Linked DNA regions of Hordeum vulgare: region 1 is linked to region 2. A link is a contact called in public Hi-C data. All regions are on one chromosome and are shown on one strand. The core of a region is the stretch at or near the end of the contact, and the rest is flanking DNA. Distances in the headings are between cores, read along the strand shown. Region 1 holds the start of LOC123407002. Region 2 holds the start of LOC123409852 (protein SMAX1-like).

What was found. A called contact is a pair of places that touch in the nucleus more often than the background predicts.
Region 1: a contact with region 2 is called in a Hi-C map of seedling, with 3 times the contacts expected there. The contact joins the promoter of LOC123407002 here to the promoter of LOC123409852 in region 2. A contact is called at or near these places in 4 of 6 Hi-C or Micro-C datasets (leaf and seedling).

What each region holds. Positions count from the first base shown.
Region 1 is chr7H:346,578,960-346,581,659 of MorexV3_pseudomolecules_assembly, forward strand. LOC123407002 reads left to right here and starts at 1,259. Exons shown (of 9, transcript XM_045100028.1): 1 at 1,259-1,647; 2 at 1,763-1,809; 3 at 1,900-2,002; 4 at 2,195-2,281. The coding sequence starts at 1,420.
Region 2 is chr7H:345,794,704-345,797,403 of MorexV3_pseudomolecules_assembly, forward strand. LOC123409852 (protein SMAX1-like) reads left to right here and starts at 1,350. Exons shown (of 3, transcript XM_045102721.1): 1 at 1,350-2,700. The coding sequence starts at 1,536.

The DNA of each region.
Region 1 (2,700 bases), core at 9-2,508, 780 kb after region 2:
TCTTCAAATGCAATAACGACGGGGTATGTCCTTCTTTCTGTTCGACTTATTTGGTTCAATTTGGTTAAATTTCGGTAGCTTATTGAGGTGTTCATGTGTGTAGGAAGGTGTATGCTCATTTTGTTATTGGGAAGAAGAATACATCGATTTATTGATAGGAAGAAACTTAATAGATGTTCGTGCACTCTTTAGTATAATTAAGTCTAATGATGCGGCTGCATGTGCAATTAGAAAAGAAATTAGAGGAGAAGCAACGTCTAATTCTTTGGAATCAAAGCCGAAGAATGAAGAATATAAGATCAAGAATCCATAGAGCAACAATGAATGCATGAAGAAGATATTGATCCAACTAGTGGGAGTAGTTATGGAAGTTGGATATCTTCTAAAATGCCTAATTGTGAGTCTTGTTTTCTTTCTTTTGCTATTTTAACAAAGATTTGGTGAATTATTATGTATCAATGCCTTTGAAGGAAATAAGGAAGCAAATAAATGTGTTTCATGCTCCAAATTGAAATGCAAATAACCGATTTACGGATCGATGGTGGATGATGGCCGAATAGATCGCGCAAAACGGATCCATAAAAAAATATTCTGGTCCGTTTTGCACGGTCTGCTAGGATGCCGCTCGCGCCAGCCCACAAAAGCGTTTTTTTTGCAAACTATAAAAGCATCTCCAACAGCCGCACAAAAATTTGGCGCTCAATAAATTTTTTAGCGCGTCATTGTATCACTTTTAATGCGTGGGGACCGAAGCATCTGCAACAAACGCGCGCTAGCGCGGCGCCCAATCCAGCAGCCCCACCTGCAGTGGTCCAGATTATACCGTGCGCGCGCCGGCGTCTCAAATATAGTGCGCACGATAGCGTTTTGCAGCGTGTGCTTAAAACTTTTCAGCACGTGCACAATTTTACAGCTTTTGTTAAAGCTGTCCGGCATCCAAAAAACGAATAATTTAGCACGTGAAACATTTTTTAGACGGATGTTGGAGATGCTTTAAACGACTTTTATGAATCGACGATATACGGAGTGTGCATGGTCTAAGAGCAACTCTAGCAGTCCCCCATCCCGTCGGCCCACAAAACACGTTTGCAGTTCACGCAAAATCTGTTTTACGGACCGGCGCGGGCTGATATGGATGCAGACCCGTTTAGGGTAAAAAGTATATAAGCGGTGCGATATGATAAGTGCCATCCATTTCTCCCGATAGGCTGTGGCTGACCTAGATGGGTTCGTGGTCCACTCTCTCGCCCTCTCCCAATTCCCCCCATCCACGCGCCAAAACCGCAGCCCCATCTCCTCCTTATCTCTCCGTGCCACTGAAATTCCCTGGGAACAAACACTCACTTCCCAAGGATAAATTGTCAAGATTGATTTACACGCTAGTGGCTGTGCCGCGACGTGCGGCGGAGGGAGAGAGACATGTCTCTGCAGTGCACTGCAAACTCACTCCGGGCTCTTGCTGCGCTCCCGGCGCCATCCTCCTCCCGCCGCCTGGCGAGAAATGCTTTCCTTATGCCATGCCATACGAGTCGCATCGGTGCGCTGGTCCGAGCTGCGGATTCTTCCCCTCCCGCCGCACCCGCGTCATCGTCCGGAGCAGCCGACAACAAGGCCGTCATCCCCGACGATGAGTTCACCCTCGCCAAGGTGAGTGGCTCGGTCATTTTCTTGGTTCTCGAGAGCCAGGAGCAACAAGCAAGCGGTAGCTCTGTGTTCTTAGAATTTGGCGCGCGTTTGGCGCTGAATACCCCACCATCTGCAGGTGTCTTTTGGCGTGATTGGACTAGGGATAGGTGGCTCCCTCTTGTCGTAAGTTCAAATGTTGCAGATCCTATTGTGCAAATCAGAGAGATCCAGGATGTTCTTCTATCAGTGGCTCATGTGTTTTTTGCATCCCAGGTATGGATTTGGGGCGTATTTCAATCTTCTCCCTGGTTCGGAGTGGTCTGCTCTGATGCTAACCTACGGATTTCCTCTCACAATCATAGGCATGGCCTTAAAGGCAAGAACTCTCTTCGATTAATATCAGTGCTTCTGTCAGTTATTGGTCTTTTAAGTTATACGTCTTATGGATTTATAGTTGAATATATGTTTTGAGATGATTGGCCATGGTTAAGGTTCTTGTGAGTTTAGGTTGGACTGTTTATTGATTTATTTGTCGAGGAATGTGTTGATTCTTGAATTGTATATGCAGTATGCTGAACTGAAACCAGTGCCCTGCATAACCTACTCTGATGCTTTTGCTCTAAGAGAAAAGTGTGCTACCCCTATCCTCAAGCAGGTAATAATTATTTATGAGCTCTTGGACACACAACTTCTTCTTCCACTGCTGCACTCGATCAAATGTCATTATTTACCAGTGATGTGAATATGTCATCAAACTGTCTATGTTGTGTTTTCTTGTTTGGATGAAAACCAGGCTGTGTAGTTGGTAAGTTTGCTGATAGTGGAGTTCTAAATATGAGTGCAATCGACATGATCCGTTAAATGTTGAAAAATAGTAAGTGAAAAGTATTGTTAAATAATGTCACAAAGGACGAATATATCCAAACTACCATAGGACTGATTGGATTACCAGAACCGATGTAGATGAACTTGCCCATCGAACCACGATGATCACCTAGCAGCACCTGTATGGGCCCCCACTGACGGAACCTAAACCAGCAGATCTCGAGGTAGGGATCCTAAACTAGACGTCTG
Region 2 (2,700 bases), core at 100-2,599:
CCGCTGGTGCAGATGTACCGTCGTAACCTGCAAACATGTCAATAAAAAATGTAAAACGGATTGCCATTCTTTCATTCCAACAAACAATCCAAGTAGAACTTGTTTACATTTTTCACACATCCCTACCTATGTTTGCATATTGTTGCATCAGTGGTAGTAGCGGGCCTGCTGATATTAGTTCGCCATACTCCAGTGCATCCCAAGGGGGCGCTTGTGGCTGCCCTGAAAACCAAGAATTAGTTCCATCTCCAGGGTACATTTTGGTCCCCTCCCTGTTTTTCAATACCTGCACAACAATCAATCACGACATGAATGAGTATGCAGTAGCCTAATCCATAAGCAAAATGGCAAGATTATTGCATTATTGGCATAGACCCCTAGCATGGCATGGTAACTGCAACATTTATAGTCACCCATCTATTTTTTTTGGCAATGCATGCATGTGCATGGTTGTTGTTCAATCTGCCTGTCAACTACCATGGAAATTGACGGCAACTGCCAACAAAGTTGGATGGCAACTACTTTTCATTCCATCTCCCCCGAGAAGTTATTCAGCTATGCCCTGCTCCTCCATACACAACTATTGCAACTAAATCCGTAGCAAGGCGGCAAGTACCAGCAAAGTTGGATGGTAATTTTTTTCCTTGCTAAGAGTTCAGTCTGATTACAACCTCGAAAATTCCAACTCCACATGCCAATCTATGGCACATGGTGCGTAACTACTCTGGCATGGATCTACTTTTCGGCAACTGTCCATTGCTGCTCTAGGGTTCCGGTTGCCATGGCAAATTCGGACGCATGATGGCCGTTTACGAGTTCATTTTCAGGGAAGGACAGACTAAAATGACCAGATCGCACATGGGTTGCATACGTGTTCTTGGTCCAGCAGCCGCTAGATTTGTTCTAGCATTGTTGCCATGGCAACCAAGATGCACGAGGTAGATCGGGAGGTGGGAGACGGCTGAGTGGATCGAAAGATGGGGAAGAGAAATTCTTGCTTGCGGGTTGGTGGATGGGAAGCCCGGAAGTGGAGGCAGCGCGATGGTAAATCAGGTCGTGCGGGCGACCGGTCCAGCCACCGGACATGCGGGCTACAGGTTGAGACGTCCGAAAGTACGCGTGCGGATGGGTCTGGATGGATACCATGGCACCTTCTACCCGCGCCAAGAAAACAGAGAAGCAATAGAATATGTCATGTTTCCGGGTAACGTTGACCATTTACTACCCGCAAAAAATAAATATTGTCAGTTTACTAGTCTACTAGTGTAAAATGCAGAGACGAAGCGAAATTGGAGACGAAGATTCTATTCGCCTCTCTCTCTCTCTCTTCCCCTTTTCCTCGTAGTGGTCTCGTTACTTCCGCCTCCCCCCACCATCCCCCACCCCTCCGAGACGCCCCCTTTTCCGCGCTCCCGGCTCTTCGGCGTGCCGCACTACCCCAAGACGGCGACGAGGAACCTAGGTGAAGAACACAGAAGAATTCGCGTGTTCTTTGATCGATTGATGAGTGGAAGGCCGCAGCGGCGGCGACGACGATGAGGGCGGATCTCAGCACCATCCAGCAGACTCTCACGCCAGAGGCGGCGGCGGCGCTGGCGCAAGCCATGGACGAGGCAGCTCGACGGAGGCACGTGACCACCACGCCGCTCCACGTCGCCGCTGCGCTGCTCGCGGCGCCGGCTAGCGTGCTGCGCCAGGCCTGCGCGCGGGCCGTGGCCGCGGGAGGCGCTGCCGCCGCCTCTGGTGGCGCCGGAGCGCACCCCCTCCACTGCCGCGCTCTTGAGCTCTGTTTCTCTGTCGCGCTCGACAGGTTGCCTGCCTTTGCGGGGGCCGCGCTTGGAGGCGGGGCCGCTGCTCCTCCCGTTTCCAACGCGCTCGTTGCGGCTCTCAAGCGCGCGCAGGCCCAACAACGGCGGGGCTGCCCTGAGACGGCACAGCAGCCGCTCCTCGCCGTTAAGGTGGAGCTCGAGCAGCTCGTGCTCTCCATCCTCGACGACCCTTCGGTCAGCCGCGTCATGCGCGAGGCGTCCTTCTCATCTGCTACCGTGAAGAACACCATCGAACAGTCTCTCACCTCACCCTCCCCTTCGTCTTCCACCGCAGCGTGTAGTCCTGTGCCGACACCAACCCCCTTCTCCCCATCCCCTTCCTCTCTTTTGCGCGCTGGCACCACCAACGCATATATCAACCCTCGGCTGGCGGCAGCGGCCGCTGGAGCCGGCTGCGGGGATGATGCGCGCAAGGTTCTTGACGTCATGCTCAAGCCAGCGCGCCGCAACCCGGTTATCATTGGAGACTCCGGACCAGACATGGTGCTGAAGGAGGCAATTCGAAGAATCCCAACGGCCAGCTCCCCTTCCCTCGCTGCAGCCAAGATCCTGCATCTGGAGGCGGAACTCGCCAAGCTTGCTGGCGACAAGGTGGCGATGGCGGAGAGGATCGGGAAGCTGGGCGCCGTAGTCGAGAGGCTCGTTGGTGAGCACGGCGGGGTAATTCTTGACCTCGGGGACCTGAAGTGGATGGTGGAAGGCCCTGCCGCGCCGTCGTCGGAGGGGGCCAAGGCGGCCGTTGCTGAGATGGGGCGTCTGATCAGGCGTTTCGGGCGCGGTGAAGTGTGGGCCGTCGCCACTGCAGCGTGCGCCACGTACCTCCGGTGTAAGATCTATCACCCGGGGATGGAGGATGAATGGGATCTCCAAG